2 separate regions of the Macaca mulatta genome follow, and region 2 is linked to region 1. Evidence: chromatin contacts called from public Hi-C data. All regions are on one chromosome and are shown on one strand. The core of a region is the stretch at or near the end of the contact, and the rest is flanking DNA. Distances in the headings are between cores, read along the strand shown.

Region 1 (5,171 bases), core at 1,952-4,451:
TTTTCTTTAGGAATTTGAATGCTCATTTTTAAGCTTGATAATTTCAGGTGGAAGAGAATCATGAAATGCTTTGTCATGTTTTTAGGTTCATTATTTATCCCTAGAGTAAGACTTAGGAAAGCCATAGAAAAGAGCCATCCAGCCAAGAATTGGATTTTGTCAAGTTCTTTATTAACAGAGGTTTGCTCAAAGCCCATAGAGTCTAGATGAACCTTCTACCTTTGCCCCCAAAATTGTTTTTTTCTTTTAATATGCTAGATCCCTCTGCTTATTCCAGGCTGAAATGAATGTTATGTAGCTAGAAGTTTCCTGTCTGTGATCAATTCTAATGGCTTTTGTGAAGGGAAATGGTTGTAAATTATTACCAGTTAATTAAATGAATGTTTCTCTTGAGTCCTTTGTGCAGGCTTTTATCCAAGCCTGTTTAGAATCATGGAACATTAGAGCTAGAATATTTTTAGACAACTCTTGTTTCATGGACAAGGAGACTTAGCCAGCGATATAAGTACTTGCCCAACTCCTGCAAAGCGATGCCAAGGAAAAGCAAACTTTGGCTGAGGGTGTAGGAGTGGCTGTGCTGGGGATCCGGTGGGTACATCAAGCTAACAGAGTATAATTTCTAAGCAGTGAGCCCTTGTCATCCATATGTCACCAGTATTCCTTGGAGCCATCTTGGAGTGCTTTTGTTTTTTACAAAGTGCTATCATGTAAGACTATTCTGTAGTAAATATTACCATTCCTATTTTTATAGGTGAGGAAATTGAGGTGGTCAGATGACCTTATTTAGTTCTTAGGTCAACTCAACAGATATGTATTGAGTGTTTACTTGGTTCAAGGAACTCTGCTAGGCTCCTTGGGAACATAGTATCAGATCCTGCTGGAATGGAGGTTACAGACTTATTGCAAGTGATGAGATACATGTATGAAAACGTAAGTAATTGTTCAAGGTATGGATAAGTGTTAAGATAATAATAGTTGAGATGTGAATTTTGAGACTGGAGGGATCAGTGTGAATATCAAATCCTGGCACCAGTTTCTTCCTTCTGCTCCTGAAGCTGTGTCATCTTCTGTGCTCGGTTACCCATCCAACCTGCAGCCCTGGGAGCTCCTCTGGGGAGTCTTGAGTACCTGGCAATTGTCCCGGCCCTGGGAGTCATTCAGTAAAGGTTCAAATGAATGGATGGATAGATGCAGTGAAGAGAGACAGGCTTTCCAGGCAGAGAACATGGCATAAGCAAACGCGTGGCTGAGTGATAGAGCCAGGAGGCGGGCCTGACTAGGAGAGCAGGTTTTAAAAAGGGATTTTTTTCTTCTTTTTATATTTTAACTTCCTAAAGTGACAATGGAAGGAAGGGAATTTTGAAAACAAAGTTTGGACAGATTAGTGGGAAGGCAGCAAAAGGGGAGCCCAAGTGGTCCTGAAAGCCACGTGGAGCAGGGTGTTTTATTCTGAAGACTCTGGGAAGCCAGTGGAAGCTTTGGAGGGGGAAGTTGATGAGAATAGCACTTTAGAAAAGGCTGTTTGTTTCTGGTGGGGTGTCCCATGACTGCAGGAGAAAGGATGAGGGGAGGAGGCCTGCAGTGACAGGGATCCTAGAGGGATGGAGGGAACAAAAGGAAAAACAGATGGTCACGGTGCCTCGAGTCGGAGTGGCTCCGGGATTTTAAGCCTGGGAATGCAGAAGAACATGGTTCTAGTGATTCAGTGATGACCACTGGAAGCTTTAGGAGAAAACATGGAATTGGAGCCCTTTAAAGCAGGAATTGGCCCCTTAGAATCTAGCTCAGGCTTCCCAGATGTTGGTCCGTGGTCTGGCTATATCACAGTCACCCACAGAACTTTTAAAAACAGCAGATGCCTAGACCCCATTCCCTTGCCCCAGAAAATTTAAAATCAGTAGATCACCTGTGGGGCCTGGGAATCTTATATTTAATCCCTGTCTGTGGTTCTTTGGCAAAAGAGGTTGAATGGCCTTCCTGATGTCACAAACTGGTCAGGACAGAGCACCAGGATCCAGGTCTTCTCTGTCTTTGCTATTACTCAGCCACATTGTGGGAGATAGGGGATAAGTTCAGCCAGGGAGGTGTAGTATTTGAGGCAGCGCTGATTCATGTGAGTTCAACACTGATGACTCTTTGAGGAAGGGGTTACTTGGCATGAGAACTCAAGGGTTAGATGGCTGTGAGGGTGCATGTTGGGAATCATTCAGCCAAGAAATGCTTTCCTGAGTGGCTGCTGCGAACCAGGCACAGGATAGAGCTTCGGGGACTCTAAAGTGTAGAGCAGAGTGGTAGAAACAACATAGAGAACCCTAAAGGCTGAAACTGTGTTTGTGTTTTGTTCTCTGAACTGTTTTGAGTAAATTTAGGTATAAGTTACAACGTATGGGTTGAAATTCATTATTTTGGGTATGGATGTCCAATTGTTCTAGCACCATTTGTTGACACTGAGTTTTTATACTTTTGTTCATTTGTCTGTTTGTGTATAAGAATCACATTTTTTAAAAAGACTACTGTTATCTGGGTTTCAACAAGGGCCCAGGAGTTGTTCTTTTTACCAAGAGAAGTCGTCTGTAGGGGAGGGGGTTTGTGTATTTATTGCTCCTTGAATGTGACTGTTAGAGTAAGAATGCTAAGTGTGTTCATTTCTATGTGGGGCTACCCTAGACTCTGACCTCAGCTCTGTCCTATTAGACACTCTGTCAGTACATTAGCCAATGACATAGGTCTCCTGAGGCCCTGATTTGGGGAGCCATAAAACTGAGAAGGGGAGTGAATGAACTGACTGGATTTGCCATCCAGTGAACCCTGTGACCTGGAACAAGCCAAAATATTGCAGAAAAAAAAAAAGAAGCACTTAGGTTTTTGTGAAGGTTTTGAGCCTAACCACTGCACAAGCACAGGATGTGGGAAGCAAAGCCTTATAGCACCTAGAAAACATGCAGAGGTTTTAGTTCATTGTAAGCTCAGCCTGGGCCACTGGGGCTTCTCAGAGCGCCCGTGTATTCTCGCTGCGTTGGTAAAGGGCACTGTCGCTGTGAAGATCAACATTAGTGATAATCTTGCTCTCACTCGTGAAGGTCAGGTTGATTTCACACTCAGGCTGATTTCACCCTTTAATGGGGGTGTGGAGAAATTGGGGCATGTCAGGAGGAAATTGACCAGAATGGTGAAGGAGGAGAAAATCATGTCCTACATGAAGTTGCTGAGAGTTTGAGATACCCAGGTCTTATCTTGTTTACTCATTTGTTCCACAAACCATTTTGTGTCCCCTTATATGCAAGGTAGGGTCTCTCCTTTGGGGACAGGGCATAATGACTACAACATGATGTGGGTTCTAGCAGTAGTCTTCATAACAGGTGTGGAGTTGCCCACCTGTCTGAAAGAGGTCTGGGAAGGTCCCCCTATACAGGTGGGTCTTGAATTGATGGACAAATTGGAGTCTGACAAGTATGAAAAGGAAGAAAGGAGTTTCCAGCCAGAAAGATCACATACCCCAAATCACTAGGCAATAAGCTACAGATGAGTAATGTGTAATTTTCATAATTTTGACTATATTCCCCAGTGTGCTGCTTGACCCATAATGCGTTTGGTTGCTCTCTCAGAATAAATAACATACCTCCCTGGAGAGTGTACAGGAATTAAGAGATGAGGATGCTGGTGTATGCAACTGTAGTGGTGGGAAGAGCTTAGGCTGAAAGGTAAGAAGGGGTATAGTGTCTAGGGCTATGTGCTGTGCTCAAGAATTTGGACCTCATCATGGACAGGAGAGGAAACACTGACGGTTTCTAAGTTAGGAAGCCACATGGTCAGATTTTAATTTTTGAAACATATCACTGGCAGCAGCTGGAGGACAGTAGTCTGGAGATAGAAGGCAGCTAGAAGCCCGTTCAGGGAGGCCAGATGAACCACGGCAGTAGGAGTGGAGTGGGGGTGGATCCAGGAGAGACATCGAGAGTGGACGTGTTGGGATCTGAGAGCGATTGCATGTACCTGCCGAGGAGCTGGGCTTCTGGTGTGCACTGCTGGGTAAATACAGGGCTCAGGAGTGAGAGGAGGGCCAGGAAAGGGTAGTGCCCTGGAAGTAAGGGACGAGAGATTCATGAAGAGGAAGACAGAGAGAACAACTGAGATGAAGACAGACATATCTTTGTATCTGACAGTAGGACGTCATAAAAGTTGCTGGAGCTGTTTCAGTGCTGGTGGGAGGCAGGGAGGCAGACTGCAGGAGATAGCACAGATGTTAGAAGGCATAGAGGGATGTGATAATTGTTGTCAAATATTTGACCTATTCTCTTTGGCTGACAATTCAGATATGTTTTTTGAGTGCAAGTGATAGAAACCCCTACTCAAACTGGCTAAGACAAAAGGAATTTGTAGGCTCAAATAACAAAAAAAATCCCAAAGAATCAAGCAAGGCTTGATCTAAGGGTTTAAATGATGTTATGAAGAGCGGTTCTCTTTCTGTCCCTCAGCTCTCCCCTCTTTGTTGGCTTCATTCTGTAGCTCAGTGGGGGGACAAACACGGGTGCCAGACACTCCCAAGTTTGTGTCCTTCCAGATTGAAGTTTAGCAGAAGCGAGATCTTGTCCCTTCTTTGTAGATCCAGGATTCCTAGTTGGACCTACTTGGATTTTTGTGCCCAAACCTGAACCAGTAGATGCTGATACCGGGTAGGGAGTTGTAATTATACTGCTAGCCAGAGAGAAGGAATGTGCCTGCCCCAGGCCAGCTGTGCAGAGTTCAGTCAGTGCTGTAATCGGCTAGGCCTGGTCACATGTCCACTCTGGAGCTAGGGGCAGAATCCCACATGAGCAATTTGGACTACATGTGAGGGAGGGGTAGTTCTCAAATAAAGCTCAAGTGTTATTCCCAGAAACTGGGATGGAGGTACTAGCTAGAGACAGTGTCCACTGGAGCTGTAGAGGGCGAAACTAAGGTAAATCAGTGGAAATTATTGGTCTTGCTGCATTTGTATTCATAGAGAAAGATCTGTCTATGATATACAGGAATGGAATAGGCCAGCTGTTAAGGTAATGAGTTGGTTACCACTGGGAGGTATCTAAGCATCCGCCATGAATAAATGATAACAGCCCATCAGCAGTGTATAGAAGGAACGAATAACCTCTAAAGCCACATTTTTCAAACTGTTTCTCTGTGACACAGTAAGG
Region 2 (5,389 bases), core at 2,629-5,128, 69 kb after region 1:
CGGGTAGGGGTAGAGTATTTTCATGGAAGAGACATTTTTTGAGTTACATCTTGTCCTAAACTTAAGATTTAGTTAGTTGATAGGCAAAAAAGATATCCCAGGGAGAGGAAAGGGCATTGATAGTTTGTTGGAAGGGTGCAGATGTGCTCCAGGAAGAGCAACCCATGTCGTTTTTACTGGAACAAGTAGATCCCATAGAAGAAAGGTGACAGGCAGCTTGGGGCAGCCTCTGGAGGGCCTGGAACCTGGGTGGGATATTTGAACTTTGCTGATCAGCAGTGAATTACCATGGAAGGTTTTTGATTATGGGGACAGGACTAGAGTGTTAGAAGAGTCCTCTGGTGGTGGGTGCAGGATGGAATAAAGTCAGGAAGGAAGAAATAAGTCCAGGACTTGATAATGGATAGTTTGAGCCTGAGCAAAGGTCTGTGTTAGGATGGTGGCAAAGGCGATAGGAAGGATGGGCGTACCAGCTGCTGTCATGTGGGCCAGACGAGTCTAGTCTTGTTGGCACGGTGCAACCCTGGTTGACTCTGCTGTAACTGGCTGGACTGTGAGCTTCTGATCAATGTATAATTGCTGGATTTAATTTCCTAGTGTGCACCTGTGTCGTCCATAAACGCTGCCATCATCTAATTGTTACAGCCTGTACTTGCCAAAACAATATTAACAAAGTGGATTCAAAGGTAAGAGGATAGCAGTTTGCTGATTAAGTGTGTATGTATATTGTGTGTGCTGTGTGCCGCCATCTCCTTCCCTCCCTCCCTCCTTTCCTCCCCCTCTTTCCTTCTCCCCGTCCCCCAGCCTCTGCTTTCCTCCCCCTGCCATTTCCCTTCCACATTCTTTGAAGCCAAGGGTGGTATTAGAATAGAAATTTCTCTCTCTCTCTTTTTTTTAATTATGGCATTTGTATTTCTGTACTTATGTGGCATCATCCCTCCTTTGCGAGGACCCCATTAGTGGTTGGCTGAGTATAAGCTATATGGATTGATTCTACTCATTTAGAGAGACTTTTGGCAGAGTGAAAGGAGCCCTGAACTTGGCATCTGACAGCCTGGATTTGAATGCTGAATCCAGCCTCTGTTAGCCATCTTCTCTATGAGCTGAGGCAAGGCCTACAATCTCTCTTTGCCTCAGTCTTAAAACAGGATCAGTGTTACCCTCACACAGTTTTTGTAAGTTAAACAACATAAAATTGATGTGACACATATGTTAATAACTGTAAATTACACTTCTTAAGTAAAAAGATTGCTGGCTTTCTCCAGCCTCTTAAGAAATTTCAGGGAAGATGTCTGTCTCTCTCTCTCTCTCTGTGTGTGTGTGTGTGTGTGTGTGTGTGTGTGTGTAAGCTTCAGCATCATTCTTGCCACTCATATTGCATTCATCTGCAACAGGCATACATTTTAAATTCTGGAGGTAAAAGCAAATGGAGTGTTGCTGACACTTAGCAGTAGGTCTGCAGACGCATTGGAAGAATGACTCTGGAACACAATGGTTCTTTACAGTACACATATAGGATTGCTAAAGAGTATACCTAGAGGTATAAACCACAGCTTTTCCAAGAAAGAGGCCAGAGAAGTTTCAAGAGGAGTAATGATTACCCTACTCCTTGTCATGCATGGATCTGTTGTTATAGCATCAAATTGTGGTATGAACTGCAGAGTACATGCCTAGTGGAATTATTTGCTGGAAACTGAGATTTAACTCAGATTGTCAGATTGCAAATGCCAGGCAAAGAAAGGCTGGAAGGACTGAATAAGTAGTTACTTTAATGTCACTTTGGAATAAATTCCTTCTGTGGTTCCATGGCTTCTGAGTCTCTTTATTTTTCCCCCCATGACACAATGTCTGGAAGAACTTATAGTGATAGCAAGTATATATAGTGTGTAAAAGACCCATTTAATCCTGAAGTTAAAGGGTTCTGGAAAATAGATGGGGGTGTTAGGGAATTGGCAAGGAGAGAAATATGGCCTGAATATGAAAGATGAAGTGAAAATATTAATTTCTATTTCTCAAAATGGCGAATGATCTAAAATGTGTTTCCCACATTTCTGTCTTGTCCTGTTCATTAGAAAATGTGTTTAGTCTGGTTAGTAAGACCTGAGTAATTAATCAGGGCCGAGTACAGTAAAATAATATACCTAGCTCAGGTGTCATAGTAACACTTTGCATTTGATGGGCTCCTATTACAGTTTTTACAAAAGATGTTGGTATGACATTTTAGCACTTGTCCCTTTATTTCCTTTTTTACAGATTGCAGAACAGAGGTTCGGGATCAACATCCCACACAAGTTCAGCATCCACAACTACAAAGTGCCAACATTCTGCGATCACTGTGGCTCACTGCTCTGGGGAATAATGCGACAAGGACTTCAGTGTAAAAGTGAGATGCTGAGGTGCTGGGTACCCACCTCTTCATGGGAACACTATGCCCCAAGCTTTCAGAATTCTGTGGGCTCAGAATGTGTCCTAGAACCGATGATTTTAGATATGTTGTAAATTAACATCTTAGTCATTTTAAACTTACGTGTTTCTTGTCAGGCATGTAAAGAAAACTTCATATGATGCCAACATTTTCTAACCACAGGACATGAAGTCAAATGTTACATTCAATGATCTAGCTCGCTAGCTGACAAATACAGGCCAGACACTGTATTTTAGTAGGTGTCTGGAAGAGAAAAAGATGGGATCTTAGTCAGAAATGGAAGATGATTGAGTGAGGTGAGACACTAAAAAGAAAATAAATAAATAAAAATTTCAAAGAAATGGAAGGTAGGAGGAGGTAAGGAGGTAAGATGGCCAGATGAGAAGGTTGGATTAAGAGTAAGAAATGGCAGGAGAATGGATCTGATGATCTCACCAGAAATCAGCAGGAATTGAGTTGTCACAGCATAAGAAGAGCTGCCCTGGGTCTTGTGAAAGAGGACTCTGATAGAGATTGGAGACAGGGGTAGAATGAAGGAAGATAAAGCCTTGCTTGTGAGCTTGGATCTGACCAGCTGTGCCCAGTGGAGTGAGAGTTCGGAGCTTTGGCCCTAGCAAAGGCTCTGAGCAGGTGAGAGCTGATCCCTGTCCTGCTAGGAGTTAGGGAGCTGTTGGCCTTGAGCCATCTCGCATGGAAATGTAATGATCTGTCTGCCGTGGGGTGCACCTGACGCCTTCCTTATCAGACACACCCCAAGTTGCCAGTTGAGGAGAGCAATGGGGAGGTAGAACTGGCATTGAGTATAGCCAGACAACTTCCATTGACTGCTTGGACTTATGCAGCCTGCTTCTGTCAACAAAAAGGGACCAGTCACTTGTCTTTAAGAAGGGTACATTCTTCTATCTCTGGAGAACACCATTTAATAATTTTTTTCTCATAAAACCAAACAGTAGCCAGCTCGTGGATAACTTGTAGGGCATTGGTCCAGGTGCAGCTTGATCTTAGCGTGATGATCTCACCTGGGTCTAGATGCCCAGTGGGAAGTCCCTCTGCCTTGCGTGGTTGTTGCTAATATGCAGAGCCACGCACAGGGCTCGTCTACATTGTCCTCTTCCCTGGTGGCCTGAGGGTAGCACACCTGCGGCGATCCGGCCCCTGTGATTTTTGCTTTTATGGTCACGTGGTGGTTTTGAAAGGCTTCTGTGGGCTCGTGTGTCTTACACCTGTCTTCCTGAGGGGGAGGGTTTCCCATGAAGCTAATGAAGTCTCAGGGCTCCTCTCTCTCAAGGGCACCTTCCAAAGCCCTCTACTTGATTTGGTGTTCTTTTTCTTAAAGAGGGCTTCCTAAATTATGTAAATTCAGGCCCCACAAAACCTGGCTCTGCTTCCAAGATGGACTGACTCCATAAAACAGGAATGTGTCGCTTGTCGCTTCAGTTTCACCTCCCATCAGCGGGGCCCATGTCAAAAAACTGTCTCAGAATTTATTCCAGCTGACAATGCCTCAGATCCTTCATCGTCCCCAGGCAGCTTCCTGTGCCCCGGGAGCTTAGCTTGCTTTGCTCGCCTCTTCAACTGCCATTTGTACTCTGACCTTCAAAAAGTTTTAAAAGTTGCGTTTCCCCACTGTGAAGCAGTTAGAACCACACGCTGCAAATGCTGAGAACCACAGGCTCACAGGATGCCCATCTCTGTGCTGTGAGGGCTGCCCAACCACAATACTGAGAAAGAAAGCTGCAGATAGAGGTTTTTCTGGTAGAAACACCATTTCCATCCTGTTTGAACAGTGATCTACATGTGGCATTCAAACTGCTACCTTTTATTTCACTATTGAGAGACAGAAAAAAATACAGTTGACATGATTCTTTGTTATTTAATTGCCTGCAAATTGACGCTGTGATAAACATTTTAATCTTTATATTAGAACTTACTAAGTCAGCAATGACTGTTACATGTGATTTAGATGAATGGGTTTCATCAAATCATGGTGAAAAAAATGTATTTAAAATCTATTATTCTTTAGTATGCCTGGCTTTCTGCTTCTCCAGAAAACAGAAACAGATAAAACGTCAGGAACTGTTATTAGTGTGAGCTTAATTTTATGAGAAAATGATACTGTTCAGCTGGTATAATTCCTCTGTCATAATCTTTCAGGCTATTAAAGTTCTCTGTTGCAGCACGTGTTGACTTGGTTCCTTTCTGAACGTGGATTCTGTTTTCCTCTTCCCTCTAGTATGTAAAATGAATGTGCACATTCGATGTCAAGCGAACGTGGCCCCTAACTGTGGGGTAAATGCGGTGGAGCTCGCCAAGACCCTGGCGGGGATGGGTCTCCAACCCGGAAATATTTCTCCAACCTCGGTGAGACTTTTTTTCCATGTATCGTAATTTAGAAGTTGTTCAGATGTGGTGAGCCCAAATGAGAGCATGTGGTCTCATCAAAGTTCCTAATCTAAGCAAATACAATCAACAGACTTACTGCCTTTCTGCCTGCCTTTCTTTTTCTTTTCCTTTTCCTTTTCTTTTCTTTTCCTTTCTTTTCTTTTCTTTTCCTTTTTCTTTCTTTCTTTCTCTCTCCCTTTCTTTTTCTCTCTTTCCCTCTCTCTCTTTCTTTCTCTCTCCTCTTTCTCTCTCCTCTCCTCTCTTCTCCTCTCCCCTCCCCTTCCCTTCCCTCCCCTCCCCTCTTCTCCTCTCCCCTCCCCTTCCCTCCCCTCCCCTCCCCTCTTCTCTCTCTCTCTCTCTCCTTTCTCCCTCCCTCCCTCCCTCCCTCCTTCCCTCCTTCCCTCCCGCCTTCCCGCCTTCCCGCCTTCCCGCCTTCCCGCCTTCCCGCCTTCCCGCCTGCCCGCCTGCCCGCCTGCCCGCCTGCCCGCCTGCCCGCCTGCCCGCCTGCCCGCCTGCCTGCCTGCCTGCCTGCCTGCCTTCCTGCCTTCCTGCCTTCCTGCCTTCCTGCCTGCCTGCCTGCCT

What was found. A called contact is a pair of places that touch in the nucleus more often than the background predicts.
Region 2: a Hi-C map of CD4 T cells shows a contact between it and region 1, with 2.6 times the contacts expected there. The contact joins two enhancer-like sites. A contact is called at or near these places in 2 of 14 Hi-C or Micro-C datasets (CD4 T cells and blood).

Annotation. Positions count from the first base shown.
Region 1 is chr7:134,489,345-134,494,515 of T2T-MMU8v2.0, forward strand. The region is part of intron 1 of PRKCH (protein kinase C eta); the gene reads left to right. Among named protein-coding and RNA genes, the nearest start is that of PRKCH, 63 kb to the left of the region's middle. Within about 2 kb of position 3,202, at least 6 of the 40 cell types and tissues checked have an H3K27ac peak or open chromatin away from gene starts, as enhancers often do. A contact at or near this core is called in CD4 T cells and blood, where this site is marked.
Region 2 is chr7:134,557,468-134,562,856 of T2T-MMU8v2.0, forward strand. It overlaps PRKCH (protein kinase C eta), which reads left to right. Exons shown (of 15, transcript XR_013396298.1): 5 at 598-686; 6 at 2,254-2,383; 7 at 4,659-4,786. Among named protein-coding and RNA genes, the nearest start is that of PRKCH, 130 kb to the left of the region's middle. Within about 2 kb of position 3,879, at least 6 of the 40 cell types and tissues checked have an H3K27ac peak or open chromatin away from gene starts, as enhancers often do. A contact at or near this core is called in CD4 T cells and blood, where this site is marked.